Linked DNA regions of Sus scrofa: regions 1 and 3 are each linked to region 2. The links are chromatin contacts, called in public Hi-C and promoter capture Hi-C maps. All regions are on one chromosome and are shown on one strand. Each heading gives the region's core, a stretch centred on a gene start, on an enhancer-like site or on the middle of the called end of the contact. The rest is flanking DNA. Distances are from core to core; before and after follow the strand shown. Region 1 holds the start of PLIN4 (perilipin-4). Region 2 holds the start of SHD (SH2 domain-containing adapter protein D). Region 3 holds the start of UBXN6 (UBX domain-containing protein 6).

Region 1 (2,729 bases), core at 45-2,544, 190 kb before region 2:
TTTGATGTTTATGGTCATTTTTATGATTTTTGCTGGGTTTCTCCCTCCTTGCTGTGCTGTGGCGGCCCTGTGGGGAGGTGAGAGGCGCTCCCAGGGTTTCCCAACCTCCCCAACCCCTCTCCCACTGGCCACTGCCCGCCACCTTTGGGAAGCATTGGCTGGAGAAGAGACTTCGGGAGACACCCCTGCTTTGTTCCCCAACTGTTTGGTAAACAGAGTGATAGCTCCAAGGAAACCATCCAGGGGTCATCACAGCGGCTGGACCCTCCCTCCTCCCGGCTTACAGCCCAGGGCCACCAACTGTCCTCCTGTCCTGTCAGCCCCACCAGCCCATAGCTGGGCTCCCTGGCCAGGGGCAGGCTGGGGGCATTCAGGGAGGGCACAGCTGGTTATTTTTCTACTTGCCTGTACCCCTACCCATAGACAGCCTGCTTGGCACACAGGCTCAGGCTCTGGGGCTGGGTTCAATTCCTGTCCCTGCTGTTTCCCAGCTCTATGGTGTCAGGCACTGGTTACCTCTTCCAGGAAGCCACCCTGGGTTGGCCCCAGCCCACCAGGACTGGATCTCATTCCTAAGGCACCCCTAGTTCTGTTGGTACCCTGTCTTGGTCTGTATTTCGGCCCTTTCTCAAGGCAGGTCCCTTCAGGAAAGTGACATCCCCTTCTCTGCTCAGGACAGATGCTGCTCCTCACTTTCTGCCTGGGCAGTGCTAAGCTGCTATTTGTTGAGCACCTGCTGGGTACCAAACACTGGGGTAAACAGGGCACATGCTTGACCTTATTTCACGCTCACAATCACCCTATGGTCCATTTAGCCAAACATTTATTAAGTACCAACTGAGTGCCAGGGATTGTTCTATGGCTGGGGACATAAAAGGGAACAAAAGATGGACCTGGTGGAGGTGTGGGAGGAGGCTGTGTGTGTGTGGGGGGAGGAACAACAGAGGGAACAGCAGGTGCAAAGGCCCTGCGGCAGCTCCAGGCCTGGAGATTTGGAGGAACAGAGAGGAGGCCTGTGTGGCCAAAGCACAGTGAGTGAGGGGGAGAGAAGGAGGGAGGGCAGAGTGGAGATAAGAACCATGCCTATCACAGAGGCCAAGAGAGTATGTGGGCTGTGCCTTGGGGGTAGAGGATTGCCCATGAATCATTCAGCCTGGTTAGGGCAGGTGCCACGGGCAGAGGCTGCTCAGTGCTGAGAGCAGGGGAAAGGTGCTGGGCCCAGGGCCCACGCCGGGCCTGGCAGGCAAGCACGTGACTGTCCAGGGCCCTCCCCCGGCCCACTGGCTGCCTGCCTCTGCCAGCCAAGCCTGCACCGCCCCAGACCCTATAAGGCCAGGGAGCTGAGAGCAAAGCCAGCTGCCAGCTGCGCCACTCGTCACTCCAGGAGACCCTCACACGGTCCAGGTGAGCATTGTCGGGGTGAGACTAGCCTGCAGGCAGGTGGGTTTCAGGGGACTGCTTGGGGTTAGGGGTGGGGGCAGGAGGCCCAGGAGCCCCTGTTCACACACCCTCTCTGCCTCCTTCCAGCCACTTAGAGGATTACCATGTCTGCACAAGAAGAAGGAGGCCGGGAGGCCCCCAAACCCAAGGGCAAGGTGAGGGCAGGCTTGGGAAGGAAAGACTCCAGATGGGGCCTGGAGAGCCCCCAGATCCATAGAAAGGTGACCTCCACATCCTGGGGGCTGGAGGGGCTTCCTGGGTGGGGTGGGAGGGCTCTGAGGGCCATGGGGCCAATCTTCCTTCCCGTCCCAAGCCGGAGGGTGGGGGTGGGGGGATGAAGCAAACCTCAGCTTCCCCCCACCGCTGGGTTACCTCAGCCCCTCCCTGGGCCTCAGTTTCCCCATTTGTAAAACATGGGCCGTGGAAGGAACAGGTCTTTGGAGATTCAGAGGATGAGTTTTTTCCTATGTCCACGGGAGGCAGGCTGAATCTGCCCATTGCCCAGGTGAGGAAACCGAGGCCCAGAGGGGCTGGGATGCTTTCCTGAGGTCACTCCGGAGCAAGGGCCCAAGGCGGTTTGGGAAGCCAGGCCCATCTGATGCTCCCCTCATGCTGCCTCCGCCACAGCCTGGCCCTACTCACGTTGTCCCCTACCCCATGCAGACCCTGAGCAGCTTCTTTGGGTCCCTGCCTGGCTTCAGTTCTGCCCGGAACCTAGTGGCCAACGCCCACAGCTCAGCGAGAGAGGCTCGGCCAGCCGCCGATACCGCAGGCGCTCCAGCCCCTGAGGCCACCCAGCCCCAGGCTCAGGGTGAGTGGCCAGCTCCATGGGAGGCAGGGGCTCTGGGGGTGGACCCCAGCACTGGGACTTCTTGGGAACACTTTGTAAGCACCTGCGGCATCTCAAGAGACCCTACAAGGCTGGCACACTCCTTTAGTGCCAGAGGGAACCGAGGTATAAACAAGGAAGGTGAGTGGCCCAAGGCAGTACAGCCAGCAAGCCTGGGGGTGTGGACGCGGCAACGCCTCCTCCCGCATTCTCAACCCCTCCTCCACCTTCCCTCACCTCGTTTCAGATGCCCAGAGGACCAGGGACTGGGCATTCTGCATGTCTAAGTTCATCAAAGATTTTGATCTTGGTTTCAGAGAGGAGCAGTGGCTTCCCTAGGGTCACACAGCCTGGGGGGCTCCCCTCTCTCCAACTGCTCATGCTCAGCCAAGGTGCTTGGGGCAGCCCCAGCCCCAATGCACACAGAGAGGCTGGTGTAGATGAGACCGATCTGGGGCGG
Region 2 (2,700 bases), core at 80-2,579:
CAAGAACATTAAGGGGTTGGGGGCAGTGAGAGAAGCAAAGGGAACCTTGGCCAGTTCCAGAGCAAACACATTTTCTCTTTTTCCATAAGGTGGCTTGCTCAGTTCCCCCTAATAGAGGAGTAAGATGGGTGGTCAGGAAGGACTGGACCCCAGATTCCCTTCTCCAGGCCCCCTGAGGTGGGTAGGTGCCTGTGGCTTGGAGTGCAAGTCAGAGCTGACTCCACCCCAGGAATAGTGGGGCTGGGGGCCATGAAAGCGCTTTGCTTTCCTGATTTGAAAAATGGGCTTCTAACAGGAAAACCCCAGAAAGCTCGAGGAAGGATCGCCAGGAGGGAGTGACTTGTTTTTTCCCCTTGGGGAAATGGAGGCACAGAGGGGGAGGGACACCCCGCAGCTCATTTCTGACTGGATGCCATGATATGGCCTGACTTGGAGTGGCGTTTGACACCCACCAGGTCTCTTCACGGAGTTGGAGGTTCTCCATCTCCCCTCCACTGTTAGCCCCATTTTCCAGATAGAGAAACTGAGGCCCGGAGCTGACAAAACAAGGCTCCTCATTCGTACGTGCCCCCACCTCCCCACCCCTCTTCTGCTTTGGATGAGCTGCCCAACACGAACCTGTTGAACTCGATCCTCCCTCCAGAAGAGCCTTCACACAGCCCCCCACCCCACCCCGCCCTCTGCAATCAGCGACAGGCAGCAGCATCCCTGGGGACTGCCAGGGAGCACAGTGGGTAATTGTCCTGTTTTCTGTCAGCTGCAAGGCAATTCCCTGCTCGAGGATGAGCTGTTGACAGATCTCATCAAATCCAAGTCCTCTCCCTGTCAGATAAATACGCGACGTCTAAGGTATAAATATTTGAAAGGGGCCTTCTAATTACAGTGTGTGTCAGGAATAGCAATTAGAGGCCCCGGAGGCAGAATCAAATGGGCGTTTGACTTTCCTGTGCTTTTGAGCTGGCTTCTCCTGGGGCTGCCCCCACTCTACTCCAGGAGCAGGGAGTGGGAGGGACAGGAGGTGGTGGACGAGGAGGGGAGTGAGCTGGGGGTCCAGAGACTCCGTGGTGCTGTGACCTTGAAGAGTCACCTAACCCCTTGGGCTTTGGATTTCCCATCAGGGGAGAGGGAGCAAGGGAGTGAAGCCAGGTTGCCAGTATTGCATGGATAAGGGGAAGGAGGTGCGTGGTCTGGGGGGGTCTGGGCTGAGGGGACCTGCCTTCCCCCAGAACTCATGGTCTGAGAGACAGGTTTATTTTTTGTTTTTTTTTTCTCTTTTTAGGGCCACACCTACGGCATATGGAGGTTCCCAGGCCAGGGGTCAAATAGGAGATAGAGCTGCCAGCCTACACCACAGCCACAGCAACACAGGATCCAAGCCACATCTACGACCTACACCACAGCGCACGACAATGCCAGATCCTTAACCCACTAAGCGAGGCCAGGGATCAAACCGGCGTCCTCATGGATGCCAGTCGGGTTTGCTAACTGCTCAGCCACTATGGGAACTCAGCCCACCTGACCTTGGGTAAATGACCTGGTTTGCCTTCTCACCTGTGAAATGGGAGAACAATAGCTACTCTCGGTCAAGAGCCCACTGCCTGGCACTGTTTTTGGTGCTTCTAAAATTTTTTTTTTTTTTAAGATATAAGTCACACACTCCATAACTTACCCAATTAAAATGCACATTTCAGTGGGTTTTAGTATGTTCGTAAGATTATGCAACCATCACTAATTCCAGAACACCTTCATCCCCCCACAAAGAAACCCCGTACCCAAAGAACAGTCACTTCCCGTTCTTGCCAAATCTCCAGCCCCTGGCAACCAAGAGCCCATTCCCTGTCTCTGTGGATGTGCCTGTTCTGGACCTTTCATATCAATGGAATTACATACTATGTGACCTTTTCTGCCTGGCTTCTCTCACTGAGCATCACGTTTTCAATGTTCATCCAAATTGTAGCGTGTCAGTGAGTGTTTCGTCACTTTTTAGGGCTGAATAATAGTATTTTCTTGTATGGCACACAATAGGTGCACAATATATGCTTAGAGTGGATGGGACCTCAGGAAGTAGCCAGAGGAGGTCCCTGGCTGGGAACTGTGCCTGTCTTCTCTCTTTTTTTTTTTTTTTTTTTTTTGGTCTTTTTGCCTTTTCTAGGGTCACTTCCCTCGGCATACGGAGGTTCCCAGGCTAGGGGTGGAATCAGAGCTGTAGCTGCCTGCCTACGCCAGAGCCACAGCAACGCGTCTGCAACCTACACCATAGCTCATGGCAACGCCAGATCCTTAACCCACTGAGAGGCCAGGGATCGAATCCGCAACCTCATGGTTCCTAGTTGGATTCGTTAACCACTGAGTCACGACAGGAACTCCTGTCTTCTCTTGTTTTGAAGATCCCTGTGTCTGCAAGAGGGATGGGAGCCAAGGCATCAGGACAGTAGGGGACCAGGTGGGTACGACCCGCGGCGGGGTCTAAAAATTCCCAATCTGATGGAGACGTGGCCCTGCCTTCAGAAGCTCCTGGACACAGTCCTGCCTTTCTTCGCTCATAGTCTGACAGAGACATGGTCTTGCTCTCAGAAGCCCCAGTCTGATGGAGGAGCCATGGCTCTGACTTAAAGGGCTTCCAGTCTGATAGCAGAGGTGCGACCCTGCTCTTTGAAGTACCCAGTCAGATGGAGGAAATACCTGCTCGCCTTCAGGGGC
Region 3 (2,700 bases), core at 33-2,532, 150 kb before region 2:
CGGCCCTGACCCTCCTGAGCATCTCTCAACCTCGAACTTCTACTTTTCTCCATTACTGGAACCCTTACCCTAGGCCCACCTCGACCCCCAGGCCCTCAGAATTTGGCTTCTTGTTGCCCCCCCAAAGAGGTCCAGAGCACCTCCTTCTCATCAGTTTGAGCCTTCTCCTCAAATCCAAGGTTCTTCAGCTCCAGTCATAGCTACCGACCTCCTTCAAACTTAAACCCTGAGCCCTGAGACCCCAAGTCCCTCAACCCATATACCTCGGCTCTGGGAGCCCCCAGAGGGTCCCCTAATCTCAGCGCCCTCGACAGCCCCGGCGCCCGGGCCCCTCAAGCCCAGGTCCCCATAAAACTCCCGGCAGGTGCGTCCCTCAGGCATGGGACCCTCAGACATCCAGGCCCAAGTTCCCCCATACCTCACGCGGGAGAATCCCTCAGGCTAGGGACCCCCAACCTGCAGGCACGCGAGTACCCCAGGCCTGGGTGCCTCCAAACTCCTGGCAAGCGGGTTCCTCAAGGAGGGGTACTCCCAGACCCCCGGCGCGCGGGTCCCTCAGGCCTGGGGCCCCTTACTGCCCCACCCCCCACCCCCCTGTCGCCTGGCCAATCTCCCGCGCGGCCTCACCCGGGCGGGCCAGTGAGGGTAGCCCTTCATCTTGGCGAACACCAAGTCCCCGGGCTTGAAGGCGTGCGGCATGCTGGCGGCGAGAGGCCCAGGCCGCGGGAAGCGGCAGCGGCGGCGACAGCGGCTGCGGCGGAGGCGGCGGCAGCGGGAGGCGAAGCTGGGGGCGGGAGCAGGGCGCCGAAGGGGCGGGGGCGGCGGCCTGGTTAGCGAGTCGGAGCGTGTTTATTGGCTTGTCTGCCGCCGGAAGTCCCGCCCTCCGACCATCAGGGGTGGGCGACGCCGTCGCTCAGGACCACGTGCGGGGATAGAGGAGCATGGGGACCAATAAGAAGAGGGGTTGGAGCAGAGCAAGTTAACGGGATTGGATAACGGATACAGGCAAGGGGGCGTGACGTGGAGGCCTAATGGGAGGGGACGGAGGTTATGGGAGGTGAAAGAGGAAAGGTGGGAGGAGGGAAACAGGCGGACAGCAAGTGAAGAAGCGGGCAGCCAGAGTCGTTTAGGGCGGGGTATAGGGTAGCGGGGAGGGCATTAGACGGCCATAGGAGGAGGAGCCTTAAGTAGCCAGCATGCTATTGGATATCATAGGAAAGAAGGCCCAATCAATGTAAAGGGAGGGTCATTGGTAGCCTCCCGGTACCCTGAGGAGGGGCTTAATATAGATCTGCAGGCCATTGGATACCACGAGAGAAGCGGCTCAAGGTAGAGAGTGGGCATTGGCTATCACAGGAGGAGGAGCTGAAGCACCTGTCCACCATTGGATATCGTGAGACAAGGTTCAACTCAAAATAGGGACGCGCCGTTGCAGGCTTGAGAGGGTGGGGCTTGGGTAGAGGCGGGAGGTATGGGGGGTTCTGAGGAAAAATAGCCAAAAAAAAGGGCACGAAACACTTATTTCTTCACTCAGGACAAGTTTATTGAGCGCCATGTGCCAGAGCCACAAAATATGCAATATACATAGTAATTCAGTGGAGAAAAATGTATTGAGCACTGCCATGGATAAGTTACTGTAAATTACTATAATCTCTGCTTCAGTATCCCCATCTGTAAAATGGGATTCATAATGGTAGGGATCCTATGTGAAGATTAAATGACATCACCACCCCTAAGGCTCCGGAAACTGTGCCTGGCAGTAGGAAGTACTTGAAGCACTAAGTGCTATTAACCCTGCTTTTGAGAATTCAGTGTCTAGCAGGGCAAGGAAATGTTCATTTCTTTCTAAATAACTCAAAAGTAAAATAGAGTTCTTGAGAAAGAGCTGAGTAATGGCGGAAACTTTCCCTATCCTGGGGAACCAATAGGTTTTTCTCTGAAGAAATAGGTTTTTTTTGTTTTGTTTTTTTGTCTTTTTGCTATTTCTTGGGCCGTTCCTGCGGCATATGGAGGTTCCCAGGCTAGGGGTCCAATCGGAGCTGTAGCCACTGGCCTACGCTAGAGCCACAGCAACGCGGGATCCGAGCCGCATCTGCAACCTACACCACAGCTCACGGCAACGCCGGATCGTTAACCCACTGAGCAAGGGCAGGGACCGAACCTGCAACCTCATGGTTCCTAGTCGGATTCGTTAACCACTGCGCCACGACGAGAACTCCTGAAGAAATAGTTTAACCAGAGGTCAAAGATGATTAGACCAGTGGGTGCTGGAAGGGCATTTGGGGCAGAAGGATCCTATTGTATGCCTTGTGAATATCGATGGCCTGTTTGGGTTTTATTTTAACTTTATTTGTTCCCTTGGAGGCGCAGCAGAAACCAACCCGACTAGGAACCTTGAGGTTGTGGGTTTGATCCCTGGCCTCGCTCAGTGGGTTAAGGATCCAGCGTTGCCATGAGCTGTGGTGTAGGTCTCAGACGCGACTTGGATCTGGTGTTGCTATGGCTCTGACGTAGGCTGGCAGCTATAGCTCCGATTCTACCCCTAGCCTGGGAGCTTCATATGCCTTGGTTGCAGCCCTCAAGACAAAAAACAAACAAACAAACAAACAAAAAAACTTTATGAAAAAAATGGAGGGATTTGATCCCAGGGTACAGATATAATACTTTAGTTTCAAGAAACATCCCTAAGCATGTGAAATC

What was found. Promoter capture Hi-C pulls out the DNA fragments that hold promoters and counts their contacts. Hi-C and Micro-C count contacts between places; a contact is called where the count stands out from the background.
Region 1: a contact with region 2 is called in a Hi-C map of epiblast stem cells, with 2.9 times the contacts expected there. The contact joins the promoter of PLIN4 here to the promoter of SHD in region 2. A contact is called at or near these places in 3 of 47 Hi-C or Micro-C datasets (epiblast stem cells, fetal liver and heart right ventricle).
Region 3: a contact with region 2 is called in a promoter capture Hi-C map of fetal liver, with 2.2 times the contacts expected there. The contact joins the promoter of UBXN6 here to the promoter of SHD in region 2. A contact is called at or near these places in 1 of 5 promoter capture datasets (fetal liver) and 1 of 47 Hi-C or Micro-C datasets (liver).

Annotation. Positions count from the first base shown.
Region 1 is chr2:74,317,330-74,320,058 of Sscrofa11.1, forward strand. It overlaps PLIN4 (perilipin-4), which reads left to right and starts at 1,295. Exons shown (of 8, transcript XM_021084054.1): 1 at 1,295-1,404; 2 at 1,528-1,595; 3 at 2,104-2,251. The coding sequence starts at 1,545.
Region 2 is chr2:74,505,526-74,508,225 of Sscrofa11.1, forward strand. It overlaps SHD (SH2 domain-containing adapter protein D), which reads right to left and starts at 1,330. Exons shown (of 6, transcript XM_003123062.5): 1 at 1-1,330. It overlaps CCDC94 (coiled-coil domain-containing protein 94), which reads right to left. Exons shown (of 8, transcript XM_013994769.2): 8 at 2,305-2,700.
Region 3 is chr2:74,356,240-74,358,939 of Sscrofa11.1, forward strand. UBXN6 (UBX domain-containing protein 6) reads left to right here and starts at 1,283. Exons shown (of 11, transcript XM_003123069.4): 1 at 1,283-1,403. It overlaps HDGFL2 (hepatoma-derived growth factor-related protein 2), which reads right to left and starts at 798. Exons shown (of 16, transcript XM_005661325.3): 1 at 628-798. The coding sequence starts at 699.